Linked DNA regions of Rattus norvegicus: region 1 is linked to region 2. A link is a contact called in public Hi-C data. All regions are on one chromosome and are shown on one strand. Each heading gives the region's core, a stretch centred on a gene start, on an enhancer-like site or on the middle of the called end of the contact. The rest is flanking DNA. Distances are from core to core; before and after follow the strand shown.

Region 1 (7,401 bases), core at 3,113-5,612, 230 kb before region 2:
CTCTATTTCAATTATTATTTTATTTACTCATACTTCCCATGCAAAACCACTAATCCTTGTGAATCACTAAAGAAGGAAAAAATTCTTACTCTAGTTCATGTCCATACTGTTTCTTATATTGAACAAACTTTAAGAGTGGAGAAATAGTTTCCTAAAAACGATTCCATGCATTAATGATCATAAACATTGAAAAAATTAACATAAAAAACCCAGTGAACTATAGCTAAAACCAAAATAAGGGAATTATGCTGCTATTCCTCAGCTCCTACTAATTACTAAGCAAGTTTGGAGTCTGTCAAAGCCAGATATTCTGGCACTAGAGTCTGCAGTCCAGCCACTTGGGAGGCTGAGGCACACTGACTAGCCTTAGTCTGGTGGTTTGAGAACAATATGAGTTACAGCATGGCTAGCTTCAAAGAACATGCCCAGAAAAGTTCTTTTGGCTCTATTTTTCCACGATAGACTCATTTCAAATTTTAGTCCATTCCCTGCAACAGAAACCTTTTGTGCAAAAACGTTTTGTTTTTTGTCACTCTTGTAGGGCACTGTATATCTCTCCTAGAAGTTCAGGGTGTATGACTGAAGCATGTCGTTCAATTAGTGAGAACTTCTGTTGGTGGAGTGGCACATATCGGTAATCCAGCACTTAGGAAACAGACAGGAAGAAGACCATGATGAAAGCTAGGCTTGACCTCCGTTTAAAAAAAACTTATAAAGTATGTACTAACCACTGTAGACTTATGATCTACCTTGATAATACCTACGGGCTAGATTTAAACAGAAAGAGACTTCATTTTAAGTGCCCAAGGTCAGACAGTTAATGATAGGGAAGGCTAAAACCTAATCCCAGGCCTCTGTGATTGGGAAATCTATTCAGGAAAAGTTTGAGTATACTAAGTTACGCTCACTGCCATCTAGCTTTCAAACTACTCTCAAATTGATTATCTAGGCTTATCTCATTCACAATACCCTTGGGAGGAAAGTTTCTTAGTATGGAAGCCTGAGGTTTCCAGCATCGGCTGCACTTAAGAAGGCACATGACCAAAATGGAGGCACTGAATGAAGATCCTCTAACATTAGGGCTGAACCATAGGTCTTACCATTATCAGTAAGCGCGACACGCTGTGGAAACAAGGTGCTTACTGAATTAATAAAGTCCACACAGGCTCATATCTACTCTATTTAGGATTTGGAAACTTGGACTGAGAAGTTAATACTTAGTGCACAGCCTTTAGGGAACTATAATTCGTAACAATTAAGGCAGTTTAATTTCCTTTTTAATCATTCAACGCTTATTCAATAAACGACCCATCAGGGCCCTCAGTATTCTGTTTGCTTTAACAGGGCCTCTTCTATCCACTTCAGCATCCTTGTGCAGAAGATATAACAGAGACAGATTGTTCTTTAACTGCAGGGAGGTTTACTGAGGAATACCCCAGCTACCAAAAGTAGCCTATATGGAGAAGTAAAGAAATACAGAATATTGGGTATATCAGCCTAAAGGACTAATTGGCTACCGTGGCCCAAAGGAAAGGACACACGTTCACTGGTGACACCCTGCAAAGACAGGGTAATTAAGGGAGATTTCAGAGTAAGAAATAAAGGGCGTTGGGGCCCCAACCCTTAAATTCTCTCTTTCCCCCTCCTTCCCTGTCTCTCCCTTCCCCCATAGGCCTTCTCACCTATGAAACAAGGTCTTACTTTGTTGCCCTGGCTGGCCTAGAACCCACTTTGTAGACCAGGCTGGCCTTCAACTCAAAGAACTCTGCCAGACCCAGTGCAGAGATTAAAGGAGGGAGCCATTATACCCAGACCCACACAGAAATCTCATTAATATCAGAAATGCCTTCCAGCGCTCAAACCATCTGTGTGTATACAGCATCAAATTCTTCTTTAATATTTACTCTCCTTAGCTGTTTGGTTGCCAATTCCAGATTTGCTAATCCTCCCGATTTCATTAGAAGTCTAAGGTACTGCTTTCTTGAGTTCCCTAAAACTGGAGCAATTAACTGTGAAATAAAACTGCAGACTCATCCAGCCTTTCTTATGAACTTCTCCTCCACCAGGACTCAGTGCTTTCAAACTGGGTTCCTCCAGCCCAGTACACCTGCACAGAACTGGTTTGGACTTTTAAAACACGAAGGAATTCTGTTTATTTGGTGGAATGTCACATGGGCATGAAGCAGTGCCAATTTTTTTTCTCTCTCACTTTGGAGGAAAAATGATGGGTAAAATTATATTTCAGGCTGAGGAGATGACTCAGTCGTGAAAGCACATGCTTTGCACATATGAAAATCTGAGTTCAGCCTCCCAGGTGGCCATGTAAAAGTAAAGTGTGGTACTGTGCCTTTAACCTCGGTGCTCAGGGCAAAAGACAGAAGAATCCTTGGGGCTGAATGGCCAGCTAGGCTCCTGAATCAGTGAGTCAGGTTCAGTGAGAGAACCTAGCTCAAAAAAGGGGGGTTGAGGTGGGGAGAGCAACAAAGGAAGGCACCTCTGGCCTCTACGTGCAGGAACAGACACAAATAAAAATGTCAACAAGTGAATGGTTCAACCAACTGTGGTGCCATCCATACCACAGAATGATTAGCAATGCAAAGGAACAAACTATTTAAGAATCTATATTTAAGCTTGTTATAGAAACATACCTATTGTCTAGTCTGGATCACAAGCACACAATGGTAATTTGGGCAATGCAAAATCATTAAGGCAATATTTTAGTAAGAAGTAGCAAATAGGCCAGTCTTTCTATCTTGTTAAATTGTTATCAGTTTAAGGTTTTGGCTTTTAGCTTTTTAAACAAAATCTGATAAGAAAATTTGGAAGGGGATAAAAAAGAGCACCAATCACTGTAAGATAATCATTCCATCCTTTTCCTATTTTTTTTTTTCTTTCTAGTATGAGGACTGGGTGAAGAGCCTCGAGCATGCAGTGGAAGCAAGAACCATATCCCCAAGTCCTCAGCAGATATTAAAAAATAGATTCCTCAATTACATTGCATAGAACTGAGATTTAACTAAAAATCTTATTTCACATAAGAAAATGCATTCTTTAGGTTATAAAAGTCAAATCTCTGATTTTGTAAGGCCTTTGGATTCAAAGCAATGAACTTTCTAAGCTTGTAGCACAAATAAAAGAGTTTAGCCCCAAACTGAAGAACATTCCTTTGGTCAAGTGCATTGTTTGAGGTGAAAACATTGGCTACTATGGTGCATATAAAATGGAGTACAAAGGGTTGGGCAACCCTAAGCAAAACAATTTCTGTACTTTTCACAAAATATTATGCACTCAAGTCTGAGAAGGGTCACTTGAATCTCTTTAACAAATGCAGAAGTGAATTAGGAACATAAGCATTTCTTCACAGATTTAAACTGATTGGGAAGGGCATAACTTGTAGGATTTAAAAGAAATGTCAAAAAGGAATGACCCACAGTCAGTAATGTCTAGACTCTCCTTGCCTTTAAATTATAGGCAAATAGATTTGGATTAATTATGTTTTCAGCTTGATCAGTTTCCAAAGAATTACTTCCCCTTCGGGAAAACCTCGTCACTTTCCTGTAAACTAGTCTGGGTCTCCAGCCCAAAAAGGTAACACCATCTTTCATCGCCTTCCCATTCAACTGAGACTGTCGCATTACCAACACCCTGTTCTGAGGATTGTACAACCTTCTTCTCTCCGAAGAAATAAGGCCCGTTCTTACCCTTCCAGTCTCATCCAAACACTCACTAAACCTCTCCTGCAAGGATGTCGGACAAAACCCTTAGAATCACTGAGAACGCACATTTGTGGGGAAGCCCTTCAGTGTGACTGCAGTGAGGGCCATATCAGTGACATTCCCTACTAAGCCTGTCTCACCGGAGACGCCTCTGCCTACAGGGGTTTTCCTCCATTCTGATCAACCAGGCCAAGGCCTTTGCCAAGGAAGGAGCTTTGGGGAATGGGACCCGTCGTTTGCTGCAGACCCCCAAGAAATGGCTAAAACAATTCTACCACCTGAATCAGCCCCAAATGCTCTAAAGAAGGAACCATAATGGCCGCACTCGCTCTCAACACAGGGAAAGGTGGGCATCATAATCCCTCGTCGTGGACTAAGGTGAAGGGTCAGGGGTCCAGCAGATCTAGAAAAATGAGCTCCTCGCTCATGCAGGAGGACAACGCGAAAGGAGCCCCAAGCACCGCACGCCGCGGTTCACACATCCCAGTGTCTATATACTCTCACCCCACCCCGTCAATCGTTCCCACCAGCCACCAGTTACCTGTCGCACCTCACCTGCCCGGGCTCGCAATGCAGAATCTGTACCTAGACCGGACCCAGAGGCTCTGTCACTGAGAGAGGGGAAGTCTTCAGCTGCAGGAGGCGGGTCAGCCCTAGCTAGTCATGTGACCTCAAGCCCCACCCCGCTTCCCCTCCCCAGGCACGCTGCGTCTCGCAGGCTTGAACCTTTGCGGATTGCTTGGATGTGAATGGTTCCGCGATTTAGGAAAAGCGTTATTTTCTTTTTCACAATGACTGGGTTATATAAACTACAGTACAGAAAACGAGGATGGCAAGGGTTAAAGTGCATTGCTAAGGAAGTGACGCTGAGTCACGCTCTAGGGACCGGAAATGGCGATGAGTCCCGCCTCTAAAGGCCCCAGTAAAATCCTGGCTGGAAGGCATAAGCCTATCACGTGATTTCAAAAAAAAAAAAAACCTGTGAGGTTTGCCTGCTGGAGGATGGCCAAATTATCCAGACCCATCGTTACCTTTTGAATTTAAAACACATTTACTGCAAGCCTCCACAGGCTTTCTTACATTGAGAAGAATCCATTTTGTAAAACCCTATTAGGGGACAAGAGGATTTGAAGGTCACTGGAGGTCTAGAAAGTGGGTGGGGGCGGGACAGGCTGATCTTGTTGGTTTGAAAGAGAGGGAAGGGTGGAAAAATCCGGATTTTACCGCCGGAGCCTACCAAGCAAGCTCCACTGGAGTGTCGCAAAGGGTGGGTGGAGCTAGCCGACCGTAGGCCCAGCCCTGGAGAAAGAGGAGGGGGTGGAGTCCTGGCGGCGCCGAGCACTGCGGTTGCGCGCGACGCGGCGGACGCGCCGGCGCGCTGAGGGGGCGGGGTGAAAGGTCACAGCGCGGCGGCGGGTCTGGCTGGCGGCAGCTGCGGGCGGGAGCTGAGTGTCCGGAGTGCACGTGTGGAGAAGCGACGGCGGCAGCAGCGCGGCGGCGGCAGATCTCCCCGCGTCTTCTAGAGCTTCAGGGCCTGGCTTGGCTTTCGAGGCCTCGTCGTCCCCTCAGCCAAGAGGCCGGCGTGTGAGGTTGAGTGGCCTGAGCTTAGGGCGCGGAGAGCTCGGGGCGACGAGGACGACGGCGTTGGTGGCGGCTGTAACGACGGCCTCAGCAGACGGAGAAGATGAAAGGGTGAGGAAGGGCAGCGGGCGAGGGTCCGGCGGGCACCGGAGAGGGGCGTGGGTCGGTGGACTTGGGGAGCGCTGCGGGGAAGAGACTCGCGCGAAGACCTGGCGGAGGGACATTGCGAGGCTTCCCCGGTCCCTTGGCTCCCGGAGGGGGGCGGAGGCTAGGCCGGCTGTTGGCGGGCTGAAGGGCCGGCGGAGGCAAGGGCGCGAGGCCACGATTTCAACCCGGAGAACGAGTGTGCACCGAATGAGACCCCGGGGAGAAGGTGTTAGGACGCGCCCGGGGCCTCTTCCCGGGAGCGCACGACTGAGCCGCCTCAGGTGCTCATCCAAATCCGGGATCCATGCTGTGGCCGCGGGCTTTGACACGTTGCGGTTTTCTTCATACTTGTGGGCCGTGCAGAACCTTCTGGAGGGAAAAGGAATTGGAATAAAGAGCACGGAGGATGAGTGCTAGGAGCTAGTGACTCAACGGACTTGGGTTGGGTCAGAGCGAGTGGAGGAGGGAGGGAGGGGGAATGAACTCCAGCGGTGTAGACTTTGGGGTGCCAAAATGTTTAAGGAAGTATCATGGATCAGTAGGTGGAGCTATTGCTTCAGTGGTGTGTGTTGCCCCCCAGTGCAAGGAGGAGCTGCTTTTTTACTCTTCGTTAGCAAAGTTGAGGTTTAATCTTTCAAATCTTCGGTAACGCTAGAAGTTATTTTGGCTTAACTGTTCCCGTTTGGTTGAAAGTATTTCCTTTCCACTGATTTATATTACTGTTCAGTATTTAGCACCGCCAGTTTTGGAGGTTGCCTTTACAATCTTTAGAGGAAAAAGAAAGCTTAAACTTTTTGAGATAGCGTAAGGGTTTTTCTAAGTCAGCTGAAAATTATTACTAATATTTTCAGTTAAATTGTTCAGCATCGTTTTTTGGAGAGCGAAATAAATCGTCTCATTCTCTGTAAAATGAGGGACCTCATATCTGAAATGATTCTGAGAAAGTTTTGACTTTAAGTCTGCATGTAAGACATTTTTTCTAAACTCTGGTTTGCTTTAAGTTATTAATTTCAGTGGTTTTTTTGTTTTTTTGTTTTTTGTTTTTTGGGTGGTGGTGGGGGAATGTTTGCTCCATCTGAGCCACTATTCGGGATGCTTTTAGAAATTTTTAGAAATATGACTCAGTTATCTTTCGGAATTTTATTTTACTAGTAGAGTACCACTTTGATACTCTTATTTTTTTTCTACTCATTGCTACACATTTAGAACATACTTGACATGTTCCGTTATAGTAAAAACAATGAAGATAACAAGACTAAGAAATTATGCTGGAAGTTTAGGTTAAAAAATCTTGGGTCTAGTTCAGTTTCGTTAGGTATAGGATACTTGACAATAGAAATGATGCCACACAGTGGTGGTGTTGGCTGTTTATTTGAACTTTTATTTAGGGTACTATTGAAGCAGTTCTACCTTATTAACTAACTGGAGTTCTTGGAATTAAAGGAAAGTACTCAGTGCTCTGCAAGTACCCTGCCACTGAGCTATATCCTCAGCACTTTATTTTGAGGTAGAGTCTCACTAAGTTACTCAGGCTGACACTGAGCTTGGCAACAATCTTCTTGCCTCCCTTAACCTTTTGAGTTGCTGGTATTATGAGCTTGAACCACCTTTACCAGCTGGTTCTTTTTATTTGAGTAGATATTTAAGTATATATAACATAATGGAGGCCTAGAAATGCATTAGTGGGCAGATTTGGAGAAAACTCGGAATTGTTGAATCCATATTTTAGACCAATAATTAGGCTCAAAATTAAGACTCCTTAAGTCAGTTTTTTTTATTTCCCAGGATTGAGGGCTTAGAATTGGGTTCTGGACTAAACATTTCAAGATGATTTTACAGGTATAGATTTTTTATTTTTATTTTTTCCTAACTCCCAATAAGCATGGGACTATTAATTTTTCTTCCTTTTAAGAAATGAAATCGGGGTATAGGGCAGTATTGGTTTTGTTTGTTTGTT
Region 2 (7,021 bases), core at 1,768-4,267:
TTGATGAGTGTTTATCTGGAATAATAACTTTTTGGCTATTATAAATAAAGTTGCTGCAGTCTTGCATGTATAAGTCTTTGTAGGGTCATATGTTGTTCTTCCTCTTTGATAAAGATCCAGAATTGGAATGACCGCATCACTCTGTGGGCTCCAGACACCTTGATTTTATATATATATATACATATATATATACATATATATGTATATATATATGCATATTATATATAATATATATTACACACACACGCATATATGTCCTTAACTGATACATACTTTGGAAAGATTTGTTTTAGTTTGTGGGCTTTTTGATTTGTTAACAGAAAGTGTGTGGAAAAATTCAATTTCAATGAAATCCAATTTATGTTATATTTATGGATTATGTTTGCTCAACCCACATAATTTCTTCAATGTTCTCTGCTTTTGTCCATTTACACATGTGGAGGGTAGAGGTCAAATGTCAAACAAATTAATCCATGATCTTCAACGTTATTTTTGGTACAGTATCTCTCACTGGACCTGGAGCTCAAGTCAACTAGACTGGCTAGCTGATGAACTCCACGGATCCACATGTCTTTGCCTCCCAGCACTAGGATTATGTTCTAGTTTCTTTTGCCTTTACTTTGATAAAACACCCTGATCAAAAGTAACGAGGGAGAAAAGTTTACTTGGCTAAAAATTCCCAAATTACAGTTCATCATTGGGGAAGTCAAGCAGGAACTCAGGGCAAGAAATTGAAGGCTGACATTTGCTATTCCACCCAGCGAAATCTCAGATCTTGAAACTCACATTTCCAGCCGAAGGGCACAGCAGGAACACTGAGACTACTGCTTGCTAGCTGGTTTGCAAACCGCCTTATCCTCATCCATCCTTCTTCTTTCCTTTTTCTTTTTCTTTTTCTTTAAATGCAATTCAGGGAGGAACTGCCTGCCTGCCTAAGGATGGTGCTGCCCAGAGTGGGCTGGGTCTTCTACCTCAATCGATAATCAAGGTAATTCCCCACAGACTGCCAACAGGCTCTCTTCTCAGGTTGTGACAAGTTGGCATTTAAAAATTAACCAGCACAGACTACAAGTGCACACCACCATGCCTGGCTACAAGTGCACACCACCATGCCTGGCTTGGGAATGGAACTCAGGTCTTCCTTTTTAGGTAGCAGGTACTTTTCAAGCTGAGCTATATCTCCAGTCCTGTGATCCTTATCAATTAGTTTCTTGAATGTGATAAGTATAATGTTTAGATCCATTGTTTTGCACATGGGAATATACCTGCTCCAGCAAGATTCATTTTTAAATGCTACCATTTCACCTTTGTGAAACATTAATTTTCTACATTTGTATGAGCTTATTTTGTTTTACTTCACTGATATATTTGAATGCCTGTCTACCCATATCATGACATTATGACTATTATAATCTTTATAATAAGTTTTAAAATCAGGCATTTTTAGAAATCAAATTTTGTTCTTTTTGTTTTGGCTATTGTAGGAATTTCTGTATTTTCACAAGAATTTCAGAATCAGTTTGTTAATTATTTTTCTAAAGAAAATGCATTTTAAAAAGATATATAGTGGGTAAAACAATAAAACAAGGAAGGAAGTGGGACAACATATATGCTAATGTCCTACTGTCTAGTTGTTTCTAGAGAGAAATTGTTATCTTTATTTTTGTTCTTGTGGACATTTATTTTTAATTTTTTTTCTTTATCATTGGCTCTGAATGATTTGATTATTATATATGTACTTTGTAGTTTTTTATGCGTTTGTGTGTGTGTGCACGCGCGCGTGTGCGCGCACGTATGTATATCCGAGCCTGTGCGTGTGCGCTCATGTTTCACTGGGTTTCGGAAGTTGAAGGAAAAGGTAAACTCTGTGGGTAAATATGTTGATAGGAGGACAGAAAGTGATGGAAGCTGATTGAAGTTTTCTTAAAATTCAGTGTTAAAAACAAAATGAGAAGCAAGTCCACAGACTGGCATGAGGTTAGAGGAGATAAATAAGAAAGTATATTACTGTCACCTAGGGGAGTGAGAGAATTAACGGAGCAGGGATCTGTAACAAGATGCTCAATCAACTGTAGGAAAGTTGGGGGGGTCATGAATCAACACGGGCATTTGTCTTACATGTGCAGTTGCGGCAGTGCAAGCACTTAGGAGAGCCAGTGCTGGTAACTTGCTAAGTGACCACAGCAAGTTGGAGAGGAAGGAATGATGACGATTACGTAGAGGAATGCGCACGTTAAATCAGAGTGGAAACTCAGAAGGCAGTTCCTTGCACCTAGATGACACTGATTCAGGTGTAGCTTTTCTTCTTAACAACTGAAAGTCAGGGGTTTCAAGGGAAGTTATCAAGGGTAAGACGTTCATTGTAAAGTCCTTAACATGATCTGTGAAGTTATGCACATCCTGGCTCTAGTCTACCAACAACCATCAAGTTCTCTCAACTACTCCTCCATTGCAATTTGACGTACATCCTTGCATAGGTAATTTCCCACTGTAGAAATGCTCTTTTTAAATGATCTACTACTCCTTGCATTTCAGCTTTCCTGAGATATTGTTTTCACTGTACACATTTCTGTCATCAAGAGCTTGCTGCTTATGGGGCTGTAAACTTCTTGAGGGCAGGGTCTGGTTTTAGTTCCCAGTGAACCTAGCATGTTTGGCTCACTGATAGGTTGCAAGAAATATTTTAGTAAATGATCAAAAGTTAAGGCAAGTAAGTGCGGTATGTGGAGCTTGGTGTGCAAAGCAACGTTTCTTTTGGAGACTTCTCGAGGCTTATGAAGGGAGAATTATTCAGCCCTTTAGGTGAGAACTCCGGGAAAAAAACAAAACAAAAACAAACACAGCCCTAGCGCCACACGTACCACCTCTGGGACGCCTCTGAGGAGCTTGCCGGATGTACGCACAGGCGTGGGGGCGGAGCTACAGTAACCCGGGCAACGGCCCGGAAGCCGCTTTCCGCGTTTGCCCTGTGGCGGGCTCTGTGGTTCTGGAGACTCAAGTTTTTAGTCGGGGTGGAGGCGGCAGTCGGCCAGCAGCAAGGCAGGTTGGGTGAAGCGGGGAAGGCCTGACGTTCGCGCGCAGGGCGAGGAGAAGCGGCCAGCGTCTCCGCCTCGGTCCCGACGCCCAGGGAAGGCGTCCTCACCATAGGGCCGGCCGCTCGCCTCGCAGAGCCCGAGAGTGCGGTTCCGGGTAGCGCCTGGTGCTCCTGCGGGACGTCGAGCCCCGCGCACGCGCGCCGCGTCCCTGCACCCCGCTGGCGGGAAATATCCCGAGGCTGTCGGGTGCTCCAGATGTTTGGTGTCCAACTGGGGAACGCCGTGTACTTGGTGTTGGGACAGGGCGCGTCCTTTAAGTTAGGACAGGGTTTCTAAGGAAGGGCTGCTTGAGAGTTTGGGCTTGGGAGTCAGATGTATGAAATTGTTCCAGACGGTGCTTGGCGCTGCTTGTGAAGGTCGGAGCTCGATCTCAGGATGTGTGGGAGGGAAAACTGGGAAGAGAAGGCAGTGAGGGTGTTGGGGAAGCCTAGGAAGAGGCCTGTGTTTGTATGTGGATCAGGAAAGAGCCTGAGAAATATGAAAGGATTTAGCATTAGGAAGCAATTAATATTCCTCATTTTCTCCACACAGGCCCCACTTCTGCAGGGTATGGTGATCTATTTACTGTCATTAAAATACCTCTAGTCTCTGTTATGACGCAAAAACAGCGCTTGTTTTCCTAAGTTCCTGACAACTGCCCTTTGGAGGAAGGGAAACAGGAATATGGACCTTTGACCCCTGCTTTTAGCTCCTCACGTGTTTTTGCTTCAGATTCATGACTGTTTCTTGGGTTGAGGCTGGTAGAGTTTTAACTTGTGGAAAAAATGTAATATTTTAAATATAATTTGAAATAAAAATTCCCTCTCTTTTAAAGACTTGCATGTTTTAACCAACAGAGTCAACCCGTTGTTTGTAGTTTCCTAGCACGTACTTTACAGTCAGTGACACCTAGGGCCAGTTCCTTCCTCTCCTTGTCATTTGTGTCACTGTGAGCAATGTGATTATGTTCGCTAAGCCTTATTTACCTCATTTGAGAAAAGAAGAATTGCCATGGATGTCATCTACACTGAAATAGGAGTTAGTGTGTGTCAGGCAGGGATTCCAATGGGCAGCGTACATATCTAGTTAGTTTCAACAAAGCTCAAGAGTGAATCTATACAGCCTGATTCCAGGCCGAATTCTTAGCCATAATACTGTGCTGTCTCTTAAGACAGTGTATGTCTCCCAGAGTTGTGGGATTAATGCCGAGGCTTTTCATTAACGATGCAGAGACATTAACATCAGGTAGTTTATACATGGTGTACTTGAATTTTGCTTTTTTACATTTAACATTTTCTTGCAAGTGTATATGGTGTGTGTGTGTGTGTGTGTGTGTGTAGGTCAGAGGCTGCTATTGGGTGTCTTGGTTCTTTATTTTCTATATTGCAGCAGGGTCTCTCCCTTGAATCTAGAACTTGCTGATTTGGCTCATGTAGCTAGCCACTTTGGGGATTGCCTGTCTCTCCTCCTGAGCTGAGATTAGAGGGCTGTGCTACCCTCCTGGTTCTCATAGTTAATGCACTCAGACTTCATCCACATTGTGGCCTATGTCAGTACTTTATACCTTATCGCAAAGTGACATCCCAATTGCATAGATATATCATATATATTTATATAGTCATCAATTAATGGGCGTGTTGAGATGTTTCCACTTCTGTCTATTAACTATAATATTGTGGACATTCACTTAAAGGTTTTCTAGGGACTAATGTTTTTAATCCTGTTGAATGTTTATGTAGGGGAATTGCTGGGTCACATGGTAATGGTGTTTAAATTTTTGAGTAACTTCCCAGTGGACTTCCAAAGTGCCTATGTAAATTTCTATTCCAAACATCAAATATATGAAGGTTCAAAGTTTCTCCATACTCTTCCCAGTACTTGTATTTTCTTTTGTTAAAGTCACCCTCAAGTGGTTTTGACTAGTATTTAATTATGTTGGTCTTTTTTTTTTTTTTTTCCACGAGGAGAGAGGTTTAATGAGAGAAGAAGAGTAGAAGAGGGGAGAAGTAAAGATCCGCTATGAGCATGGGCGGGGGTGGGGGAGGGGACAAACGGGGAGAGAAAAGAACAAGAGCAAGAGAGTGTGTTGGTCATTTTTAAAGAAGGTTTATATTATATTGTATGAATGCTTTGCATGCATGTATGTATGTGCACCGCATGCTACCTGGTGCCTTTGTGGGATAGAAGAGGTTGTCAGATCCCCTGGAACTGGAGTTACAGATGGTTGTGAACCATCATGTAGGTAGTGGGAATTGAACTCAGGTTCTCAGGTAGAGCAACAAGGGTTCTTAACCACTGAGCCATCCCACCAGCCTCTATTGACAGTCTCTTCTTCCTTTCATGTGCTTCCTTACCATCTGCAGTATCTTATTTGGAGATACCTATTCAAGACCTACGCATTCAAGACCTACGCCCGCTTAAATTTGGTTGTTTGCATAGTCCAGTTACGAGAATTTTTAAAATAGATTCTAGATACAAGGTAAATGATTTGCAAATAACTTTTGCCGCTGCACTAGGCATCTTTTTCACTTTTTTGATTGTACCTTTGAGTATAACATTTAGAATTTTTGATGAACCAAACTATCCACCCCACATCTCGGTTTCTTCTGCTTTTGACTCTGTTCTCCAGCTTGACCTAAGGTTCACAGCTGTTATACTCATGTTTTCTTCTAATAGTCCTACAGTTTTAGTTCTAACATCTCAATATATGACTTAATGTTAAGCTAAATTTTGTACCCTGTACGAGGTAGGAGTCTGACTTTTTCAAAGGAATATTGAAAACAGTACTCTTTGAGTTGAATTGTTTTGGTGCCTTGCTGGAATATAACTCTGTAAATGCAATGGCTCATTTCGACTTTTACCTGTTCCGTGTCCAGTTAAATGCTGGTTATGTTTCTACTACAAATGAACTTCACAGTTGGTTAACTCTTTGCCCTTTAATTTCCTCATCTATAAAATGAGTCAAAGTAGTAACCACTTCATGGAGCTCTTGTATTAAAGAAACTAATAGTTGCAAAGAGCTTAGAACAATCCGCATATAGTAAGTACCTAGACTGTCTTAGCTGACGCTTCATTACTTCCACTACAGGTGTTACTGGCATCACCACTGTAAAACTTAATTGTTGGTGGCAGATGGTGCCGAGAAGATTGTGTTCATACGTAGAGCTGAAACCATATCACTTTCCCCCCTTTGTAAAACGTCTGTTCAGAATTGATCAGTAGCCTTAATGAAAGGTGATGTGAACCTCCTAGAGGAAACCAGGAGAACACGTCAAGATACAGGCACAGGCAAAGACTTTCTGTATGAGACTTGACAAAAGTGGGCTGATGAGGTGGCCCAGTGAGTTTTGCTGCCAAAGTTTATTCCCGGCATGTATATGGTGGAAGGAAGAAAACAACTCATGCAAATTGTTCTCTGGCCCTCATATGTACACTGTGTATGTGCTCCTTCACCCCCAGAGATAAGCAAATAAATATAATAAAAGAATTGGCAATGATATTATGCCCTTTTAAAAAACTGCACACTTGGAATTCAAAGAGTGAAGAAATAGCCTCCAATATGGGTAAAGGTATTTTCCTATTGTATTTTAGTGATTTGTCAGGGCACTGGTAACCAGAATATAGAACTTTTAAAAACTAAACACCGGAAAGAAGACTTTGATATTAGTGGGCAAATAAACCAAACGGTTTTCAAAACAAGTACAAATGATCAATAAATACATGAGAAAAATGTTCAGGAGCTGGACAGATGACAGTGCTATTCTTCTGGAGGACTGACTGAGTGTTCACGATCACCCGTAATTCTGACTTTAGGAGTTCTGACATCCTCTTTTGGCCTCTGAGAGCACACACAGAGAGAATTTTTTTTTAACGTTTATTATCTTCAGCCACCAATGAAATGCAAATCAAAGCCACACTGAGAGCTTACCTCACCAGAATGGCTACTG

The links. A called contact is a pair of places that touch in the nucleus more often than the background predicts.
Region 1: a Hi-C map of liver shows a contact between it and region 2, with 2.3 times the contacts expected there. The contact joins the promoter of Atp6v1a here to the promoter of Spice1 in region 2. A contact is called at or near these places in 3 of 12 Hi-C or Micro-C datasets (frontal cortex and liver).

The regions. Positions count from the first base shown.
Region 1 is chr11:70,064,463-70,071,863 of GRCr8, reverse strand. Atp6v1a (ATPase H+ transporting V1 subunit A) reads right to left here and starts at 4,362. Exons shown (of 15, transcript NM_001108318.2): 1 at 4,272-4,362. Naa50 (N(alpha)-acetyltransferase 50, NatE catalytic subunit) reads left to right here and starts at 5,110. Exons shown (of 5, transcript NM_001309804.1): 1 at 5,110-5,408. The coding sequence starts at 5,401. LOC120095658 (a long non-coding RNA gene) reads left to right here. Exons shown (of 2, transcript XR_010056280.1): 2 at 1-2,990.
Region 2 is chr11:69,834,196-69,841,216 of GRCr8, reverse strand. It overlaps Spice1 (spindle and centriole associated protein 1), which reads left to right and starts at 3,017. Exons shown (of 18, transcript NM_001008285.1): 1 at 3,017-3,039.